4 separate regions of the Mus musculus genome follow, and all the other regions are linked to region 1. A link is a contact called in public HiChIP or PLAC-seq data. All regions are on one chromosome and are shown on one strand. Each heading gives the region's core, a stretch centred on a gene start, on an enhancer-like site or on the middle of the called end of the contact. The rest is flanking DNA. Distances are from core to core; before and after follow the strand shown. Region 1 holds the start of Kcnh3 (potassium voltage-gated channel, subfamily H (eag-related), member 3). Region 2 overlaps Gm41398 (a long non-coding RNA gene). Region 3 overlaps Nckap5l (NCK-associated protein 5-like). Region 4 holds the start of Tmbim6 (transmembrane BAX inhibitor motif containing 6).

Evidence for each region. HiChIP or PLAC-seq counts read pairs in DNA pulled down with a chosen protein or histone mark.
Region 2: a contact with region 1 is called in an HNF4G HiChIP or PLAC-seq map of pancreatic cancer cells. The contact joins the enhancer-like site here to the promoter of Kcnh3 in region 1. A contact is called at or near these places in 4 of 39 promoter capture datasets (hippocampal neurons, liver and second pharyngeal arch cranial neural crest), 2 of 484 Hi-C or Micro-C datasets (both in embryonic stem cells), 7 of 115 datasets of contacts at active chromatin or transcription factors (embryonic basal ganglia, embryonic forebrain, embryonic hindbrain and 3 more) and 2 of 9 other capture datasets (liver and macrophages).
Region 3: an H3K27ac HiChIP or PLAC-seq map of embryonic stem cells shows a contact between it and region 1, with 3 times the contacts expected there. The contact joins the enhancer-like site here to the promoter of Kcnh3 in region 1. A contact is called at or near these places in 7 of 39 promoter capture datasets (hematopoietic stem and progenitor cells, hippocampal neurons, liver and 3 more), 1 of 484 Hi-C or Micro-C datasets (the Ba/F3 cell line) and 2 of 115 datasets of contacts at active chromatin or transcription factors (double positive thymocytes and embryonic stem cells).
Region 4: an HNF4G HiChIP or PLAC-seq map of pancreatic cancer cells shows a contact between it and region 1. The contact joins the promoter of Tmbim6 here to the promoter of Kcnh3 in region 1. A contact is called at or near these places in 3 of 39 promoter capture datasets (maxillary cranial neural crest, neural stem cells and trophoblast stem cells), 1 of 15 datasets of contacts at CTCF or cohesin (the NIH/3T3 cell line), 4 of 484 Hi-C or Micro-C datasets (the 63-12 cell line, the HL-1 cell line, Th2 cells and 1 more), 12 of 115 datasets of contacts at active chromatin or transcription factors (the SCID.adh cell line, effector CD8 T cells, embryonic stem cells and 5 more) and 4 of 9 other capture datasets (adipose tissue, embryonic stem cells, liver and 1 more).

What each region holds. Positions count from the first base shown.
Region 1 is chr15:99,222,053-99,227,385 of GRCm38.p6, reverse strand. Kcnh3 (potassium voltage-gated channel, subfamily H (eag-related), member 3) reads right to left here and starts at 2,794. Exons shown (of 15, transcript NM_010601.4): 1 at 2,335-2,794; 2 at 845-1,078; 3 at 271-405. The coding sequence starts at 2,410. Gm46538 (a long non-coding RNA gene) reads left to right here and starts at 1,513. Exons shown (of 3, transcript XR_001781769.2): 1 at 1,513-2,239.
Region 2 is chr15:99,014,390-99,019,722 of GRCm38.p6, reverse strand. It overlaps Gm41398 (a long non-coding RNA gene), which reads left to right. Exons shown (of 3, transcript XR_875654.2): 2 at 698-802; 3 at 4,121-4,350. Among named protein-coding and RNA genes, the nearest start is that of Gm41398, 7.2 kb to the left of the region's middle. Within about 2 kb of position 2,017, at least 67 of the 459 cell types and tissues checked have an H3K27ac peak or open chromatin away from gene starts, as enhancers often do. A contact at or near this core is called in pancreatic cancer cells, where this site is marked.
Region 3 is chr15:99,417,456-99,422,788 of GRCm38.p6, reverse strand. Nckap5l (NCK-associated protein 5-like) reads left to right here. Exons shown (of 13, transcript NM_001001884.1): 13 at 1-755. The coding sequence ends at 90. Among named protein-coding and RNA genes, the nearest start is that of Nckap5los, 13 kb to the left of the region's middle. RefSeq lists an enhancer at 1,232-2,835. Within about 2 kb of position 2,113, at least 174 of the 459 cell types and tissues checked have an H3K27ac peak or open chromatin away from gene starts, as enhancers often do. A contact at or near this core is called in embryonic stem cells, hematopoietic stem and progenitor cells, liver and 1 more, where this site is marked.
Region 4 is chr15:99,390,122-99,395,454 of GRCm38.p6, reverse strand. It overlaps Tmbim6 (transmembrane BAX inhibitor motif containing 6), which reads right to left and starts at 2,508. Exons shown (of 10, transcript NM_026669.4): 1 at 2,415-2,508.

The DNA.
Region 1 (5,333 bases), core at 1,545-4,044:
CTGAAAGAAGTCAGGTGAGTAGTTCTGCCTCATTCGTCAGTGGGGAAGAAAGGGTTCCTGCCGCAGGTGAAGTTTACTTGACAACTGCAACTTTGTTTCAACTAGCCTATTAGGATAAGATTCCCATCCCGGGACTAAACACACAGCAGCGCAGACTGAGCGGAGCTCAGTGAGGACAAGTGGGCGCCTGTAACCCACACTGAGTGTCACAGACACCCCTGAGCCTGAGCCCAAATCTCTGCTTCTAAATCAAGGAGCCAGAGCACCCACCTCTCTCCTTCCAGTTGTCAGGGCCTCCTCGGTTCTTGGTCTCGCTGATGTCCTTGTGAGAGACCAGGAAGAGGGCCACCTCCCCCTTCTCATTTTTTATAGGTATCACATCCAGGAGACACCAGAATGGAAGCCCTAGGCAAAGAGACAGACTTAGCTGCCTTCCGTTCTTACCTTGCCCTGCCTAAGTTAAGAACCCCTTGGACGGTCCCTGGTAAGAAGCTAGCAGAAACGGAGCTTCCTGGGGAGAGAGCAGCAGTGTGGGCTCACTCAGGACAAGGCTTCGGGGAGCGAGGGGAGCAGACATGACTGTCAGACACGACTGTCAGACACACTGACATGGGGTGGCTCCCCTCCCCCTTCTGAATATGAGAAACTGGAGATTGGAAGCGAGTGGAGGCTGAGACCAGCAGAGGAGGAGGAGCCCAGGACAAGAGGTAGAGGCAGAGAAAGGGGTAGAAGGGTGGATGGGTACATTGGAAGATAGGAAGAGAAAAGAAGAGAGATAGTGAGAGGATGGATGCCCTGTCCAGCATAGTGACACTGAAGGTAAATTGGTGCCACGGTGCCTTACCACTCTTCCGGTACAGGATCAGTTCAGCCTTGAATTCTTTGTGCTCATCTAGGGCCTTTCGGATCTGTTGGCGGACCAGCTCACTGGTGTCTGGCCCATAGAGGAAGGAGCAGGCACAGCCCCGCTGCATGACCTCAGCTCTGGAGAAACCCGTGAGGTCACAGAAGCCATCGGAGCAGTAGACCACAGGGAAGAGCCCCGCCACCTGGGCGTTGCCCAGCACGAAGTTGCTGTCTGCAAGAGAATGCGAAGGGCACCTTCACCTACCAGCCCCGCTTCTCAAACTACTTGCAAACCCCACCAAAGCGTGGGGTTTCGTCCCCAAAGGAAGCTGTGTATGCTGGTCATGACCGGTTCATGAATGAGGCTTAGCATGCACACCTGGGTATCGGTGTCCTCAAGGGAGGGTCCCCAGCTGAATGCATAGGAGTGCATGAGAGGACCATGTCAGTGCGGACTGCTGAACGCAGTCCTGTGTAGGCACTGCTGTGCAGTGTCCTGAGCAGTCTGAGTAAGGGGTGGGGCTGGAGATTTCCAAAAGACTGTACCACCTGCTCTGGGCCCACCTCGGCTTCTGCCAGGTTCATCCCTTAACTAGATAACTAGGCTGGCTGTGTGGCTCCTCCCACGGAGAACCGCTTGGTCTGGGAAGCAGGCCACCATGCATCCGATGCCCCGTTCGCTGCACACCCTGGCTCAGGGACTATTGAACGCCATCAAGAATGGCGGTGTGTGGATAGTGGTTGAACAACAGAGCCTGGAGCCAAGAATGTATTGGGGAGTGAGGGGTGCTGAATCAGCAGGCTTCAAGCCCAAAGCAGATGGAGAAGCCTGGGGGGTGGGGGAGCTCTGTGATGAGTTCCTACAGGCTGTCTACAACAGGAGGGAGAACGCTTGTCAGAACTGGGAAGCCCCACTGGAGCGAGAGGGGGAGGGACCCTGTTTTCACGACTTCCCTGTGTTCAGAGCCAGAGGAACTCAGAATCTGGAAGCTCAAGTTGCCTTTTCCAAACTTCCCCAGTCCGGATGTGAGTCTCCCGAGCTCAGAGGAGCTCAGCTTCTTTGGGGCCGGGTGGGCATTCCAAGCGACGGGTTTAGACTGTGCGATACGCTTGCAGACACAGTTCTCTGCTGAATCCCGCCTACTCTACCTTCCTTTGCAAATCTTATTTCTAAATCTGGGCTCTGTGAGCCCTCTGCGCTGTCCACCAGGACTGGTTCCGCGCTTCACCCGACTCGGCCTTTGCAACCGCGCCAGGTCTGAGGATAAGACAGGCTGGATCAGATTGACTCATCCCGGTCCCGCACCTAGGGACATCTTACAGTATTGACCCTGAAAACCTCCGGGAAACCTTCACTTACTGGAAGGAGAGAATGGCCCTAGCTTCAAGAGGGGTGAGGAAGGGGATGGCTGGTGGGCACCAAGCAGCAGGTGGCAGTTCCGACAGTGGATTACTGCCCGGAAGCTAGGGAGCTAGGGCCTGACTCACGCGTCCCGTCGAAGCGGGTGGCGATGGTGTCCAGGAAGGTGTTCTGCGGCGCCAGGAGCCCCCGCATGGCCGGCATCTTAGGCGGCGGGGGCCGCCCGCCCCATCCCTCCGGGGCGCGGGGACTCAGCGCCGGGGGAGGGCGCCTGGCTCGGCCGCCCCCCGCCGGGCCCCGCGCCCCCTAGAGTAGCCGTCGGGGGGCTATGCCCGGCCCAGGCTCGCAGGCCCCAGCAGCTGCCGGCGCACAAGGGGGCGTCCGCACCGTCGGGGCTGGGCGCATGGCGCGCGCGCGACCCCTCGCCGCCCACGGATTCCGGGCTGCAGGCCCCGCGGCCACCGCGCACTCTGCACCTTTGGTCCGCCCGCGGCTCCTGTTTCTGCAAGCGGGGTGGCTCCCGCTTGGGCTCGGCTCAGCGCCGGGTCCCCGCAGCTCCCTCCGTCTGTCGGGGAGAAGCGGCAGCCTACCTCCCGCACCGCCGCCTGCACCGGGGTAACCATGGAGACGGGGCACACCCAGTCAGGGCCGCCTCCTTAAAGAGACAGGCCTCCTGCGGAGGGATCCCCCTCCCCTGGGACCTTGGTGGGGGCAGGGAAGGCTGCCGCCCCCTAGCGCTGCCAGACTCCCTAAGGCGAGAACCCGGGCCGGGTGGGCTCAGCCTGACAGCCTCGGGCTTCTCTCTCCTGCAGAGGGATCAGAGGAAGGCTTGGGGGCGTGAGCGTGTGTGAGTGTGTTGTAGATGTGTTTCGGAACGAGAATAATGTCATGAGAACGGGAACTGGCGACTAGGTGGCGGGGAACGTCCAGTAGTTGAAGGTTTGGGGCCCCCGGGGAGCGCTGACTATGCAGAGTTCTCTAAAAGGGAGGCTTCTGAACCTGTTTTTCCCCCCGGGTTCAGTCAAGCCTTTCCCGGATGCGGCTCGGCTCCCCTGAAAAGTGGAAGCAGGAGCTGAGGAAACCTGAGGCTAGAGTGAGGTCCAGATGCCTTGGGCGAGACCCCGGAGCGCAGAGGGCGCATTGGGAAAGTGAACTCCAAGCCCTCCGCTCGCCCCACGCATTTCCTCAAGTTTCTGTCGCCGCGGGAGGGTCAGAGGCTGGTCCAGGAACCCTGTGTGTGCTTGGCTAGCCCCCCCCCCCCTTTAGTCGCGGAGTTCGATTCTCCCCGGAGCCCGCACCTCCAGCGAGGAGGCGGAAAGCAGGGGCGGACGGCCGTCTCCTGTCCCTGTCCCCGCGCGCCGCGACCGTCCCCGCGGCCTCTCCTGCCAGCGCCGCTCCTCCTCCCTCCTACGATTTGCCAGTGAGCGCGGCTGCCGCCCGCGCCCAGAGAAGCCGCCGGGGCCAAAACTGCAATTTGCTCTCCAATGGAAGAAGCCGGAGCTCAGCACTGCTCCCCTGCAGGAGACACACCCACTGCCACCAGCGTCGGAAAGAGGAGTATACCCTGCTCCAACTACCCGTCAGCAGCTAGTAAAGCCCAAGCTCAAGGCACCTGTATTTAAATGAACAGGAGCTTTGGGAAGAAAGGGAGGAAGTCCCCCCCTCCCAGTCTGCTGCACCCTGAAATCCAGCTCCCAGGCGAGCCTGAAATGTCCGCAGATATGGTTCCCGACTCCTGATGGGTCAGGGCTAAAGAGTAACCCCTCCAGTCCTCGCAGCAACCTTCTTTCCAGGAGTTAGATAGCATCCCGCTAAACAGAGGAATATTTTAAAGCTCACTTTAAGCCAGGGCGAGGCTGTTGTTGAAAGCGTCATCTGCAGAACTCGGCTAGCCGAGCCGGGTTTAAGTACTGCTCTGAACTCGCTGTCCAGGAGATAATCCTTTTCTTGTAAGACAACTTACTAACATTTCTGTGATTCAGTTCTCTTCATCCGTGGAATGGAAATAATAATAACTACCCCTGTGGGTTCTGAGGAAGAAATAAGGAGGCATATATACCCAGGACAGTGAATGTGCGGCACTTGCTTCATGCAAATGTTTATTGTCTGATTTTGAGTCTCAGAGGGATCTTGAGAAACGCCCCGGGGTAGTTATTTCACAAAGGGAGAAGAAAAAGGAAGGAAGGAGAGAGAGAGAGAGAGAGAGAGAGAGAGAGAGAGAGAAGAGGACAAAGTCGGGGTTCCATCTACAACAGTCCCTGCTCCCAAAACACCTGAGTTGCATAGACATCACTGGTCCTCTGGGGTGGTCAGGTCTAACGGGTCCAAACTATATCCTCGAGGTCATGTTTAGGCTTCCAGATCAGTGACCTGGACTGACCTGGGCTGGCTTGCGGAGGTCAGGGAAGCTAGAGACCTGGGTTTAAATCGGGCGGAGTAGTTGGGGTTGGGAATGACTGAACTTCGTATTTCCCGAGGCAAGGAGGGCTCTGTGCTGAATAAGTGCTCTTCTCGGATTCCCCTGCTAATTTAACACGGAAGCCGTTCCTATTCACCAGTGAAAACACGAAGGTCATGGACCTTGTCTGAGACACACTGCTTGTATTAGCGCCATTCCGGTCACTATTTTGGTAAGCCTGGTTAGGTACTGGATGCTATGCTAGAACCACTCTTTCTTTTCTTTTCTTTCTTTCTTTCTTTCTTTCTTTCTTTCTTTCTTTCTTTCTTTCTTTCTTTCCTTCTTTCTTTTCCTCCCTGTCTTTCTTTTTTTCCCCTGTCTTCTTCTTCCCAAACAGGGTTTCTCTGTGTAGCCCTGGCAGTCTAGCACTCATTCTGCCCCTGCCTCGAGTGCTCGGATTAGAGGCTTGTGCCGGCGGCATGCACAGCGTTGGGACTACTCTTATCCCAGAATGAAATTGCAGTCCTTCAACCCCTCAACATATCTAAGTACTCATAAGGTGGGCGGGTCTTTCCCTGTGGCGTGGCCATTCTGTTTAAATGAATGACACATTCAAACATCTTCTTTCCACCTATACCAGCCTCTCAGATCTGTTCGGGTCTGGCACTTATTTGTTTACATGGATTTCCTTGGCTCTTAGTGATTAATTTCTAACCCACTCCTTCCACC
Region 2 (5,333 bases), core at 768-3,267, 210 kb after region 1:
GCAGAAAATTAAAAATACCTACTCACATTTTTCAGTTAAGAGCATTATTATTCCAGTAAGTATGCCGTACCCTGGGGCCTGGAAACTTCCCTATTTATAGCAATGTTTATCCAATAATTGTATTTATTCCCGAGTGTAGAAAGCACCCAGGCAGCCTGAAGGGGAATGCCCCTGACAGTTTGCGCTCCTTTTATAGCTTCTCACCACCAGCGGAGACAGCAGACTGCCCTGGTTTTCTGAGGGTCTCCTAACTCAGGATAGTTCCCAGACTCCCCACCCCCACCGCCCCTCTGCAGTCATGAGAATAGTTCAAAATCTGTGCTTTGGCCAAAGAAAGTTTATCCCTGTCAACGTTAGTACCCAGCCTTGTAGGCGTAGGCTTTTCTCAGGTCCGGGAGCCTTGCTTCTTTAACGGAAAGTGAGAGCAGATCCCGCGATGGATTTCCGGGAGGCTCCCTTTTCATAGACAACCCAGGCTGACTCGTGCACCTCTTTCTCGCGCAGCCTTTGCTGCTCTGCCTTAATTCTCTCCCCAAGGCCTAACCCCTGGGCCTTTTTTAGAGTTCTATGTAAGGCTCGTCCATCTTGTTTCTGACTCGCTTTGCGCATCCGCCTCCGTGCATGTTCACATGACTAAAATTGTATGACTCCTCCCCAAACCCCGTTAATCTCTACGTTTTTTTTTCCCTTTTGACAGGTCCCATGTAACACTGGTTAGCTCTGAGACTGACAAAGATGGCCTTGACCGCTCCGTGACCTTGGCCTCTGCCTCTCAAGTGCTGGAGTTACAGGTATAAACCAGGTATGTGACCCTGCCCTTCCTGGGGTCCTTCTGCCTGCCATTACTGTGGTTCAAGGAGTAAGCAGATGCCCAGTGTGGCTAATGCCTTCCTTTCTGAAGCACCACCTCCTGTCCAAAAACAGCAGAGTATCAAGTGTAGACCACGTGCTGCCCCAGCATTTATGAGGCTCAGGCTGGAGGATTAGGAACCTCAGAGCCAACATTAGCTATGTTCTGAGTTCATGGCCAGCCTGGGCTACACAAGTCCCTCTTCTCATAAAACCTAAACGGGGCTAGGAAGATGGCTCAGTGTCTCAAGGCACTTGCCACAAAACCCAGTGTTCTGAGTTTGATCCCCAGGACCCCCACATGACAGGAAGGGAGAACAAGTTACATAAATAGTTCAGAACAAATCCAACATATTAGTATAGAACCACCTTCATATATACAACTGTAAGCATATCTATTTCCTCTATCATTCAAGCCCAGAATGGTCCAGCCCCTGTAGAGATTTGGTGAAGGACGAGGACCTACACTCACAAGCCTTTGTTTTTAAAGCTCTTTGCGAGTTTATCGTGCATGGCAGTCTGGGCACTTTTCCCTTCCCCTCCAGCATAGTTTGTTCCAACAGAGTCTGGAATATAAGCTGTTTAGAAACCCTGAAAGGTCTCATGTTTCTGGTAGATCAAGATTTCCTCATTTTAAATTACATAGTTCTCTGTTTTGGTAAGCCGTGGTCCCTGCTGACTTGTAAATACTTGATGTGGAACAGCTTGTAGCTACAAAAATCAACTTACTCCCTTCCCGCCGCAGCTCCACGTATTTGTATGGAGCCCAAGGGACAGAGCCTGGCTCACATACTGCGGAGGGGGGCGAAAATTCCTTTGTGTTCAAAACAAAGAAACAAACTTAAAATTCAGGTTGCTTGGCTGTCTCGCTCCTTCTTCAGAGAAATGAACAGTAGTAAGGCAGTTATTGTACAGTGAGAAAAGAATTAACCTGGTCTGTGGGCCGCCAGCAAGCTGCGAAACCACCTTTTCCTGGTGCTTATTTGTTCCTTTGTGCTGGGGTCTCCATGGCCTCTTGGCGCACAAGACCCAACTCTAAATACATCGTTAGGGAATTGGAAGAAGAGGAAGCCAGGTGAAAGGCGGTTTCTTTCTTAGCCAGCCATGGCCAAATCTAAAGACAAGGCGGGGTGAAGCTCTATGGGGAAGGCACTGTGGGAAGGGGAAGCAGGTAGGGTAGCAGGAGGCAGGCATGGCTGATTGCTCCTCTGTCAACAAGCGCGCAAAACCTGAGCTACTGCAAGTGCCAGGAGTACAGGAAAGGCCCCCAGCTATATTTGGGCCAAGTTTTCCCTGTGTGAGGGGGGATGACCCTTGCTCTGGGTAGCCTGGGATTCCAGAAGGCCTGATCTGACTGTAGGCTAAGTAACTGAACAACCAACCAGATTTCATCATCGGCCAGACACAGTTCGCCACTCTACCCTGCACCCTGAAAACTGTAGCGACTTCCTGATGATTCACGGGGCTGGGGAGATGGCTCATTGCTTAAGTATACTCGTTTGTAGCTGGTGGTACATAGCTTTAGTCCCAGCACTCGGAAGCAGACGCAGGTGGGTTTCTGATTTCAAGGCCAGCCTGGTCTACAGAACAAGTTCTGGGACAGCCAGGACTACACAGAGAAACCTTGTCTCAAAAAAATAAATGAATAAATAAACAAACAAATATATTTTGTAGATTTTCATATGATATATTTTTATCATATTCTTTTCTAGTCCCCAACTCTTCCTAGGTCCTTCCCATTTTCTATGCTCCCAATTTCATGTTCTTGCTATCTCTTAAAAAAAAAGAAAAAGAAAAGGGAAAAAAAGCCATTAGAAATTGATTTGTCTTATTTGTTTTTTAAAAGATTTATTTATTTATTTTGTATATGAGTAGCTGGTTGTGAGCCTTCATTTGGCTGTTGGGAACTGAATTTTAGGACCTCTGTTCGCTCCAGTCGACCCCGCTCTATCAGTCCCTACTGACTCCAGCTCAAAGATTTATTTATTATTATAAATAAGTACAATGAAGCTGTCTTCAGACACACCAGAAGAGAGCATCAGATCTCATTATGGGTGGTTGTGAGCCACCATGTGGTTGCTGGGATTTGAACTCAGGACCTTCGGAAGAGCAGTCAGTGCTCTTACCCTCTGAGCCATCTTGCCAGCCAGATATGTCTTATTTGTGTTGGGCCTTCCCTGAGGTGTGGCTGATAGACACACTTCCTGGAACTCATACCCATTGCGGGATATTTGATCACACTGTGAACCCCGAAATTGTGTTATTAGCTGGGGAAAACCTGCTTCTAGCTATGGTGTGGCTCAGCCCTAACACGTACCTTTAATCCAAGAGTTGGTCATTGTAAACAGGATTAGTAAAATCAACCAGAGGCCAAGAGGCAGAGCAAGCAACCAGCTGACAGAGGGTGAACATAGGAAAAAAAACACAAAACAAAAACCAGAGAGTGAGAGGAAGTCAGGAGGACACAGAGAGACACACGGGAAGAAGAAGTAAGGGACATTCAACATTGAGGAGGCTTTGAAGAACTTTTTTTTGGGACATCAGTAGAGGAGGAAGGTCAGCTGGGTGCTTTCTCTGCCTCTCTAAGCTAGCAGGTTTTCACCCCAGCATCTGGCTGGGTATTTTGTTAAAAAACAAAAAACAAAAACAAAAACCAAAAATCAAAAAAAAAACAAAAACACACACACATATGGATATTGTGAGTACTGCACAGTTTGTGGGTTACAATATGAATAGCTGCCACCCCAGTAACATTAACAGTGGTGAAGTGGAATGCCCAGCTTGTTAATGATCAAGAAGACAGCCCAGAAAGCACTTGTTTAGAAGACAGCTGACAAGAAAGCATAAAGCCATACAAGGAATAAAGGTTCTTTTTGATAGGAAAAAAAAAAAAAAAAAGAACAGGGCTGGTGAGATGGCTCAGCAGGTAAGAGCACTGACTGCTCTTCCGAAGGTCCTGAGTTCAAATCCCAGCAACCACATGGTGGCTCAAAACCATCCGTAACGAGATCTGACGCCCTCTTCTGGAGTGTCTGAGGACAACTACAGTGTACTTACATATAATAAATAAATAAATAAATAAATAAATAAATAAATCTTTTAAAAAAAAAGAACATAAATAACTTTAAACATCATAGCCTTTGCAAATTCAAACACATTAAAATCTCAGTCCCTTTAAAAACCCAAAGGTCTTTTAAAATCCAAAGTCACTCAACTGTGGGCTCCAGTAGAATAAAAAAAAATATTAACCAAATATTTTCTTATCTCTTAGGAAAAAGAAAAATCATGGCACAAATAAGTCACAATCATATCAAAGCAAAATTAAACTTCAACTATTTAAAACACAGCGTCTGATGTCTTGGATCCACTCACAGTCTTCTGGGCTCCTCCAAAGGGCTCAGGTCACTTCCGTAGCTTTGCCCTCTGCACCACACAGCTTGTCTTCTCAGCTCAGGCTGGCTTCCCTCCACTGCTGCTGCTGTCTTTGGTCGTCATATCCCATGGTACTGGCATCCCCCAAATGCTGGGGTCTTCTCCTGCAATTGGGCTGCACCTTCACCAATAGCCTGTCATAGGTAAGCTTTCTTCATGGTGCCAAGGTTCAACTTCTCTGCTTGTACCATGTGGGCGACTGTTACATGTCACCAAGTCCAGCTGCCAACACGAGATACAACCATGACCACCTCTGGAACACAGCTTTGCTGTGTTCTCAAGAAACACCTCGGTGATGCTGACACCTTCCTGACCACCGCTAAACTCTCAGCTCCAACCAGCCGGCATTGACTATCCCAGTAAAGCAAAGATTTCACTTTACCAGTTCTGGTATCTTGTTAATCACAACTGATTCTCTAGCTCCAGCTAACCAGAACCACAGAATCTTAAATCAAAGTAGCAAACGGCCCTGGTAAAGTCTTTAATCTTTCCTCTGAAACTTCACGAGCCTGGCCTCCATCGTCTGCACCGCTCTCAACAGTCTGATCGGCCAAGCTCCCACACAGCTCACTGAGCTCTCAACACTCAATGGCTTTTCTAGCCCAAAGTTCCAAAGTCCTTCCACAACCCTCCCTAGAAGGTCAGGGCAATAGCTCACCCCTGTGGCAACTTGTCTTAATTAGGGTTTCTAGTACTGCAACAAAACATCAAATTCAAAGGCAGCTTGGGGAGGAAAGGGTTTATTCGGTTTAAGCTTCCATACCCCTGTTAATCATCAAAAGATATCGAGGCAGGAACTCCAGCAGGGCAGGTGCTGCGGAGGGGAGCTGCTTACCAGCTTGCTCTCATGGCTCGCTCCTGGGTTCATTCTTTCTTGTTTTTTTCTTTTTAAGATATTTTATGTATATGAGTACACTGTAGCTGTACAGATGGTTGTGAGCCTTCATGTGGTTGCTAGGAATTGAATTTAGGACCTCTGCTCACTCTGGTCAGCCCCGCCCTCTCCCTCCATCCCTGCTTGCTCCAGCCCAATAAATGAGTACACTGTAGCT
Region 3 (5,333 bases), core at 864-3,363, 200 kb before region 1:
GCCAGCGGGGGCGCCCCCGGGCTGGAGACCTCAGAATCCCTAAGTGACTCCCTCTATGACTCGCTATCCTCCTGTGGGAGTCAGGGTTGAGGGACCGCACCCACTACAGTTCCTCTGGAGCTAGGGACCCTCAACGACCTGCTTCCGCGCTCCACGCCCCACGCCTTTGGGCCGGTGAAGCTTGACCTGAAGGGACCAAGGAGAAAGAGGATAAGAAGGCGATGGGGGGTCCCTGGCGTATGCCACTGCTGCTGTGGATGCGACAACCATGCTCAGCTCAGGGAGAGACCTCATCCCCAGTCCCTTGACTCCCCCAGAGTAAGGCTCTGCTCTACGGGACCGGGGGCTCCAGGCTGCTTTGTCCCAGCTCCCACTTCAGGCCGAGCCATCTTGCGGTGCTAGGCTTCCTGCCCGCCAGCTGTGCCACCTCTGCCCAACCTGGCTGCAACCCTGCCCCAAAGCCCCCATGGGGCTGATTTTGGAAGCCCCAGGCTTATGGAGTTTGGGGGTGAGGGGGACAAGTCGCCTTCACTCTGCCCTGGTCCTCCCTGCTGTCTGAATGGTGCTGCCTCCCTTCCCCACATCGTGGGGTCTGTTTGTCTGTCTTCATCTTTGTTTTTATATATATATATATATATAAGCGCCTGGCCCAGTCCCCACCCCTACCCGCACTGCGGTTAATTTATCTGTTGTTGAAAAGCAGCCCTGCTTCTGCAGCATCCCTAATAAAACGTGGAGGCCTCTCCCCACCGTGACTGTTGTGTGGCAGCCCCCCCTTTGTGCTTGCTGGCTTCTCTATAATCCTTCGGGTGGACTGGTGGGTAGGTCCAGGGACCCTCGGGTGCTCTAATGAGGCTCTGTGCCCTTCCCCTGGAGGAGCTGGCTAGAAGGTGACTTACAGTGACCTGTGTAGATCTGAAGCCCAGAGGATGTCACTGACCAGAGGGCACACAAGGCCATGCAGCCTTGGTGAGAAAGATGGGGAAGAGGCCTGTGATCATGCGCTCAAACCTCTCTATGCTCCAGGTTGGGGACTGGCCAGTTCGGAGCAGTCCCACTGGCTTTATATATAGACACGGGACAGTCAGTGACTACCCAGGCCGAGAGGGGAAGAGCCTGAGAGGACTACCCTCACACCGGCACACTATGCTGTCTCTCAACTCACTTCCTCGTGCTTTATAAACCATCTCTATATGACTCGGGAGCACTAGAAGCCAAGGATATTTATCACCAGAGCTGGCGTTCCTAAAAAAACCTATCACTACAAACCTTGGTTTTCCTCATCTGTATATTAGACTGAGAGGCCAGGTGGCCCCGCCCCATCAGCAGCCTGAGGCCAGGTGGCCCCGCCCCTGTTCTCCTTCACGCTCTACGCTCCGCCCACATCTGCCATCTTCCCTTAGCTGACGCCATCACTGAAGAAATTAACAAGACCAGAACAGGGTCTGACAATGCAGTTTTGTCCCTGCCCCTTCCTAGGTGTACTAACGGAAGTCTGCATCTTGGTTTCTGACCAACTCCTGACTGGTTTCTTGACCTGTTATTGCCCTAAGCCTGATGCATTACATCATTTCCTGTTAGAACTGCGTTGGCCTCCTAGATCCCATTCCTTCCTGGAAAGGAGTTTGGCATGGTGGGCTTTCATCTTCACTTCAAAGCTAAGACCAAAATCCATGTTCTCGACAGGGTCTGCTCAGTATGCTAGGAATTTGAAAATACCAGGTGCCACCTCGGTCCCTGGGTCAGAATGAGTTGACTGGAGAAATGTCCCAGGGCAGGATAGGCTGCAGGAACCATAGTGGTCCCGGGAGGCAGCCCTGCCCACCATGGTCAGCCATAGCCCACATGACAATCTCCCCCTCCCCCAACTCCTGCCTGATCCCAGTCAGCCATAGCCCACATGACAATGGCCCCCCTCCCCGGACCCAGGGCTCGGTTCCAACTGAAAGAATTTGAGGGCGGGAGCATGTGGGTTTATTGATACTCCAGGGAGCCCGGTTTCTTGGCGCTCAAGGAAAGCTTTGCTGAAAACCTCCTTGATCATGGCTGGGGCAGAACACTTGGTGTCTCGGTTTGCAACAGCTGCTTGTAAAGTTACTGTGACCTCACTCTCCTCAAGAACAATGGGCGAATGTTCATGTAAGACCTCAGCCGGGTTTCCCAAACACAGGAAGTTCAGACTGCCAGACAGCTGCCCTCCCCCAAAAGGCCAAAGCCAAAAGGCGGGAAAGAGGCGGGCTCCGCACACTGGCACCTCTCCTTTTGCAGGAAGCCCCCCGCCCCCACCCCTCCCTCCGCGACACCCACACACACAAAGAAAAAGAAAAAAAAAATAGCCTCTCTAAGGCTGCCAGGGGTTTATTTTATTTCCTTTTTTCTACTTTTCCCCCCCACAAATAGTATGTTTTGTTTCCTTTAAAAAAAAAAGTTTAAAAAAAGAAAACATGCTCTGTAGCAAACCCCAGCTCTAGATCCCCGCCCTTATTCTCTGGGGTAATTCAAGTGTATAAATAAATCTCTTAAAGCCAAAAGTTCACGGTAAGTACTTGTGGGGTCGTCTGTGATTTTAGGGAAGGGGACCAGCTGTTTTTTAAAGATTTATTTATTATTATATCTAAGTACACTGTAGCTGTCTTCAGACACACCAGAAGAGGGAGTCAGATCTCATTAGGATGGTTGTGAGCCACCATGTTGCTGGGGTTTGAACTCAGGACCTTTGGCTCGGAAGAGCAGTCAGTGCTCTTAACCACTGAGCCATCTCTCCAGCCCCGGGGACCAGCTTTTTAAAAACGTTTTAATTATTAAAGACCTACAAATCTGGGTTGATTCACAGCCCTCTGTCCAGTTTCAGGGTACGGTTCTTGCTTGTGGGAACATGAACCCTAGTTTCAAATAGCTGGCACCTACATAAAAGCCAGGCTTGAAGGTGTGTGTCTATAACCTCAGCACTTGGGGGTGGGGGAGGGGGCCAAGCCAGGTGGATATCAGGACTTGATAAGTAGCCAGTTGGGTCAAATGGTAAATCGCAGGTTCAATAATAGATTGTCATAAGAAGAAAGCAAGGCCCAGCGTGCTAGCACTTAGGAGGCAGAGGCAGGCAGATCTATGAGTTCTAGGACAGCCTGGTCTTCAGGGTGAGTTCTAGGACAGCCAGGCCTACACAAAGAAACCCTGTTTCCAAAAAAAAAAACAAAAAACAAAAACAAAAAAGAAAGAAATGGTCTTTTGGAAGCCAGGTGTGAGGTGTTGACACTTTGGCATCAGCATCTGGGAGGCAGGAGGCCAGGCCTTCCTGAGCTGCAGAATGTAGTAGCCTCAGCTACAGAAGACCCTGTTTCAAAAACAGTCAGACCCCTGTACAGACTCAGGGGTAAAAGGCCCTTGCCACCAAGCCTGACTCACTTCTCCAGGCCCACATGGTGGAAGGAGAGAGCAGACAGCCATCGGTTGTCCTCTGACTTCTGTGTGCTACGTACTTGCTCACACATAAATATATTTAATTAAAATAAAATATGTAAGTATATATGTTTTATAAGAATATATGGGGCTGGACAGATGGATGGCTCAGTGGTTAAGAGCATTGCTCTTCCAGAGGTCCTGAGTTCAATTCTCGCAGCAACCACACTGTGGCTCACAACCATCCGTAATGGGGTCTGATGTCCTCTTCTGGTTTGTGAAGACAGTGACAGTGTACTCACATAAAATAAATAATATCTAAATAAAAAATATAATATATATTTATAAGAAATATATAGAAGCCAGGCATAGTGGTGCACACTTTTAATCCCAGCACTTGGGAGGCAGAGGCAGGCAGATTTCTGAGTTCGAGGCCAGCCTGGTCTACAGAGTGAGTTCCAGGGCTGTGGTGGTCTACACCTCTAATCCCTGGTCTACCTCACAAGTTCCAGGACAGTCAGGGCTACACAGTAAGACCCTGTCCAAAAGAGAAAAGAAAGTAATGTGGTCTTAGTATTTTTAAGACTTTAGTTTGGATGCTTATTAGTTTTTTGAGACACAGTCGTGCTATGTAGCTCAGGCCTGACTCAGACTTGCCATTCCCCTGCCTCTGCTTCACCAGTGTGAGGCTCACAGGTGTGTATCACTAAGTTGTGTTTCTGAAGCGATGGCTTGTGTGAATGTTTCCAGTGTGGTATCATCTTGTCACTCTGCCACCTCAGGGGCAGCCATGTTTACAGTTTGCCCAGCAGACACTTTAAGCCTTTGATTTCATCCCTTAAGGGTAGAGGATGTGGGGGGGTCACCACAGATGGAGTTTTGGGGATACTTCCATCCCATCTTCACGGGGCTGGAGCCAGTGGAGGACGGAGGATGGGCGTCTCTGACACCAGACTTCAGAGAAAATGGGTTTTTGTGAGAGAGTATAGCAGGGGCACACACTGGTTTCAGGTCGAGAAAAGGAAAGTTGTAGGCTTAACCCAAGGGAAGCATTGCTGATGGGGGAACTGGGGTGGCGAGTGGAGGGCCAGTGGCGGTGATCTCTGGCTCCAGGGATAATACATAAGAACACTCACCCTTGACAGTGCGCCAGCACTACCTCGGGCGGCCATGTGTGTGGATACTCAGCTAATCCTCTATACAACCTCTTCATGTGGGTGATCCTGTTACCCGGGTCTGATAGGGTAGGGAGAGCCAGAACGTTTAAAACGTTAAAGCCTGTGTATAGATCAGCCGTGATTCAAGCCCAGACACGCCGGCTCCAGAGCACACTCAAAACGACACCAGATAACACTGGGGGGACTGAAGTGAGAGGACGGAGAGTTCCAAGCCAGCCACAACTACAAAGCCAGAGCAAGACCCCGCCCCACCCCACCCCGCCCCACCTACCACCAGGGCCCGAGAGCTGGGTCAGTAGTGCAGACTGAAGAGTCTCTTCCAGGAGACTCAGTAAGTCTGGTACACACGCTGGATGACTCCATCTCTGGGGAATCTGACACCTCTAGCCTCTCTAAGCACCTACACCCACGAGGAGCACACACACACACACACACACACACACACACATATTGGGGTAGTCACTCAGTGGTAGGACGTTTGTTTAGCAACAAAGTCCTGAGTTTGAAAAATGAAGAAGGAAGCCGGGCGTGATGGAACAAGCCTTTAATCCCAGCACTCAGGAGGCAGAGGCAAGCAGATTTCTGAGTTCAAGGCCAGCCTGGTCTACAAAGTGAGTTCCAGGACAGCCAGGGCTACACAGAGAAACCCTGTCTCAGAAAAAAAAAAAAGAAAGAAAGAAGGAAGGAAGGAAGGAAGGAAGGAAAGAAAGAAAGAAAGAAGGAAAGAAAGAAAGAAGGAAAGAAAGAAAGAAAGAAAGA
Region 4 (5,333 bases), core at 1,259-3,758, 170 kb before region 1:
ACCACAAGCCCCAAGCCCCACAAGTTCAAGTCACCCTTCCTCGGCCAGCCCAGCAGATCCTACTCAGATGCAATCCCTTCTCTCTAGTCTTGACTGCTGTATTCAGGAAACGTGTACTACCATGAAATCTGGTTAGAAAGTCTCCGGGAACAAAAGAGGATGAACCAGAAGGCATCTGTACTGGAGCCTACAGCCAAGTCACAGGACCAGCACGTAGAAGGGAGAACGTGAGTGGCTGGTTCCCCCGAGGGAGATTAATACCCTTGGGTAGTTTATGAAATAAAATGAAACTCTTCAAGTCAGTGCATTAGCGCCGATGATAAGGACCAATCTGATCCCTTCTGGATGTCTAGGGATAGGGTTCAAGATGGCTGAATTAACAAGACAGAAGGGGGCAGGTAACTCACAGCCTACTATTTAATTAAATGTGTAAACTGCCTGACTTGCTAGTTTAGATGTTAAATGTATACACCAAGATACAACAACATTAGCTTCACATTAAGTCCAAGAGGAAAGAGTCGCACATGAAAGGTTTTTCTCTTTCTTAAAGGGAGTGTAACAGTGGTAACAGACCCAGATCTGGAGTTTCAAATCCTGCCTTTTCTACCACATAACTGTGAGAAAATAGTTTTATTCAATCTCACTCCTCTCTTTAACTCTAACATATGATTAATACCAGTTCTACTGACAATAACAAACACGTAGATGGCTCCACTGCAGGGTGCTAACCCGACAGTAGTACTGATCTGACCAACATCACAAAGTTAAAGCGGGGGGGGGGGGGGGGGGGGGGGGGGGGGGGGCCAGAACCGAACCAGCTTCAGGTCTCCTGACCTTTCCATTTCACCCACAACAGGAAAACACACTTTCAATAAGGCAGTTCCCTAACTCCGCAGCACATATGTCGGTTCCTCCCACAATGTATTTTTTAGCATTTCTACCAAGACCACGAATTTTATCTGTAACAAGGAGGAAAAACTGGAAAGGCTAAGTATCCGAATTAATGTCTCCCCTTCCTAGTCGTTAGGAAAGCAGGGCTTCATTCAGATGGACAGAGGGAGAGCAGGACCCAGGGGCGCAACCTGATTTCCCCATGATGAATAATGGAAGTGGAAAAGTGGATCTAAGTTACAGGCTGTGTTTCTCAAGGACTCCAGACACTCTCTACTAGGGGAAAACTGAGGGGAATCTAAATGTCCACTTGTTCAAGTCAAAGCAGAAAACAAATTAGACAATAAAGAAACACCAAAGAAAATAAATGTAGCAACTACTGACTTAAGTGTGTTAGCAGAAGGCATGAAAACGTGATTGGGCAATTCAGGGACTTCCTGAATCATACCTCTCTCTTAAGATACCCATACAGCCACAAGGTAAACCACATACAAATATTAATAAGTAACTACAAAGTCTGGCATTGACCTTCAGCCTTCAAATTCCTGTCTGTGTTTCAGGCAGTCAGCTCGTCCGAAGTGTTACACATTCACAGGTAGTTTGTGTAACTGGAGAGTCTCAAGTTCAAAGTGGTTTTGTTGTTTGGCCAACACAAGCCTGGTTGGACAGGCAAAGCAACCTGGCCTGGCACCAGACAACTTGTTTTTGTTTTTGTTGTTTAAAAAAAAAGAAAAGGAAAGAAACGAAGGCAGGCAAGCCAAAGCCTACTTATCAGTCAGTCCAAGAAAAACAGTACCCATCGCCGCCCTTCCGGGGCAGACTCTGGAACTCACCCAGGGTTCAGGACGAAGCAATCAAGGCCACCTCACCTGTCCAGAGGCAACCAATCAGATCAGAGTGGGGCTGCTCCGTGGGCCTGGGGAGCCAGGCTAAGCCCGGGGCTTCTCACCTCGGCCTCTACCATTGGCTTCTAAGTAACTAAGGAATCTCGAGTGTCATAAAGAAGTGTGACATCACCTGGCCCGCCGTGACAGGGCAGCCTTATAACCAGGCCTACCTCAAGTCCCCAACCCCGACGGCTCACCCAGGCGAGGCAGAGGAACCCGAGAAGGAACAGCCGAGAGGCGATCGCAGGGTGGGGCGGGGTGACCACAACGACACAGCTTTCTCTTTCGTTTACCTCAAAGTCAGGGGTGGGGGACCCGTCCCGAATTCAAGCCCTGAACTCGGCTGAGGGTGGAAGGGACGCAAGCGAGGGTCGCTAAGAGGCCTGCCTTCGCCACAGACACAGGTCCAACTGCCCGGGAGACCCCGCAGACTCGCCCCCGCCGGCGCTGCTGCGCATGCGCGGCATTAGTTCCTCCGCGTCCCTCCCCGCCCAGCTTTCCTTCGATCTCGACGCAGAACAGGCCGGGTTGCCTAAGGAGCTGATCCGTCCGAAAACGGAAGCTACTACCCTCTCCCGCGCTTGCTCCCTCCCTATCCCTCACTCCGGGTTTGCCCGATCCTAGTTTCGCACGTACCTTCTCAGCCCACCTCTCCGGAGCTTCCCTGCTCTGCTAAAACCGGATGTGCTCTGAGTCTCCGGGGGTTGGCGCTGGAAGTCTACCCACACCCGCCCCCTAGGGAAACCCCGCCCTCAGACCTGCCCAGGCGAGTTCTCATTGGCCCCCGGCTGCACTGCTCCTGTCCGTTATCTGCACGTTCATAAACAGCAGCCGCTTTCGTCAGAGTCATTGGCTAATACCCCTGTCAATCAAGACTGTAGCCACCAACCCGCACCTTAGCAATAGGCCTCCGCCTTCTTCCCCCTACATAGGAAGGATGGACGTCGGGCTTCAGACCCATGGAGTAGGAAAAGTGAAATGGGGCGTGTCAGGCTTAGACCGTTGTCATGTGAGACCACCCACCCATGACACTAAAATGTCCCAAGATGCTGGTTTTAAGCCTCTCATGGGATGGTAATGAAGGAAAGCGAGGCAGCTCTCCCTGGGATCTCTGTTTTGTTTTTTGAGACAGGGTTTCTCTGTCCTGGCCTTCCTGGAACTCACTCTGTAGACCAGTCTCTTAAGTGCTGGGATTAAAGACATACGCCACCGACACCCGGCTTTCTCGAGACCTTTTAACATTGAATATAATGGCGCTTACGCTTCAGAGCACCTTTGAAGGGCCAGCCATTCTACAGGGACCCAGGGACCCCAGCCTGGAGGGTCTGAGGCTACCCGGTAGCTCAGGAGCCCCAAGCAAACTGGCTACAGAGACCACAACCACCTGCATGGAAGTGAGTGGTTTTTGGTAGTTACCCAAGGCCCTGCAAGTCAGGTGTAACGGCCTCAAAGACCTGGTCTTGCAATCCTAACCAGCTCTTTAGAGACCTGGCCAAGGGCGGTCAAAGAGCAGGTGGTTCCCTGGCTCGCCACGTCCCTTAGGGCGTGTTCCCTAGTTGGAGCATAACCTAGTTGGAAGGAGCTGTGAAGCTAATTTTAAAAGAGAGAAAAAAACCAAAAACCAGGAGCCTTTATTTTCTTATTTTTATTTTTTGTGGCCTATGCTTTTAAAAATCAATTTCACAACTCATTAGTACTGTCTGAAATCACAAGTATAGAATGGGTTCCAGCTGGATCCTGGGTAGTTGAGGGCTGCATGCTGAATTAGGGCCCTGAAGGACTCCAGAGTGAGGCAGCCTGAGGAGTGTGTAGAGGAAAGGTGGAAGACCATCTGAGCCTCTCAGTTCTGCTTCCAGCAAAGCCCTTAGGGCTGACCATGGTTTGGGCCAAGGTAACTTTTACCTACTACACACTCAGGAGGTAGAGGCGAGCAGATCGCTGGTCTGAGAGCAGCCTGGTCTATAGAACGAGTTCCAGAACAGCCAGAAATACCCAGAGAAAGCACGGAGAAACGGGGTTGGGGGTTGGGCAGATCAGAGACAGAGACACTAGAGACAGAGAGGAGGAGGAGGGGATCGAATGGGAGGAGGTGGAGGTGGAGGTGGAGGTGGAGATGGAGATGGGGGGGGGGGGGACCAAGTAAGCCTGCACTCTGGAGGTGGAGGCTAGAGGATCTGAAGTTTCTGGACAGTCTGAACTAAGGACATCGTTTTTGATTAGTTTTTCCCAACTGGGAACTCTTGCACAGGTTATGCTCCAACTGGGGAACTAAGGGAGGTGGGGAGTGGGGAACCACCTTATGTAAGTTAAAATTAACACGTTTTAAAAAACCTGCCAGGTATTGGCATAGGCCCTTAAACCCAGTATTTAGGAGAGGGAGGGAGGCAGGTCTCTGAGTATGAGGCCCTTTTGGTCTGTATGGTGTGAGGCTCTGTCTCAAAAAAAAAAAAAAAAAAAAAAAAAAAAAAAACCGTAAGAGAAAATGAAATAAAAGGGAAAAGAGATGGTTCAGCAGTTGAAAGCACTGATTACTCTTCCAGAAAAACTGAGTTCAATTCCCAGCATCTGCTTGATAACTCAACTATCTGTAACTGCAGTTCAGGGGATCCAACATCCCTCACACAGACATACACGCAGTGATCATCTTGGCATTTCTGCTTCCTTTAAACCACAGACATATTATAAGACTGTGTTTTATTTTAGTCCCAGGTGTGGGGTATGGGGCTGCTTTAGACTGTCCACAGCATCTGACTAGGATTTACCTCCTGCTCTGGCAGGATCATGATTTTGCCAGCTGCAGATAGTTTTTACAAATTGTGTGACATTTGGAATTCTGAGGACTTTTCAGAGGACATAAAAATGCCAGAGCCTTGAAAGGTGGGGTGGGTTGTTATTTGTTGTTGGTTGGGGTTTGTTAAGTAGTCATTACCAAAGAAGAAAGGAGAAGAAATTAGATAATCTTGACAGCGAAGATCAAACTTGTCCCCAGAAACTCGACCCCCCCTAATCAGCAGGAAGTAGTCTAGCGATAACATGGCCTCCTTTCCTCTCCATCCGTTTTCCTCTCTTAGTGAGTGAGGGGGTCATGAGGGAGGATAAACAGGGAAGAGAGGAAACCACAACTTAGCAAGGGACAAGCTACACATGCATGCAGGCAGAATACCAATGCACAAAAAGCAAATATAAATTATTTTGTAAAAAGAAAAAGACGACTTTAATGTGGCAGTCTCTACCATTACTTTGTAACACTAGGTATTGCAAAGTTAAGAGGCGTGAGGGACATCCCTGGGCTTTGGCCCACACTGATTACACAGCAAGATGTTCCCTGTTGGGAAAAACTGATCAAAATGAACAAAAAATATTTAAAATTAAACAAGAAAGAAAAACTAACAAAACTGATTTTTCTAAGTCTGTGTAGCTCAGGCTAGCCACAAATTCATGGAGTAACTCGGACTAGCGCTTTGAACTCAACCTATTTACCCTCACTTTCCGACTGCTGGGATTTCAGACACACACCGACAGACTCCACTCCAGGGTGCTTTTGAGACCTGTTCC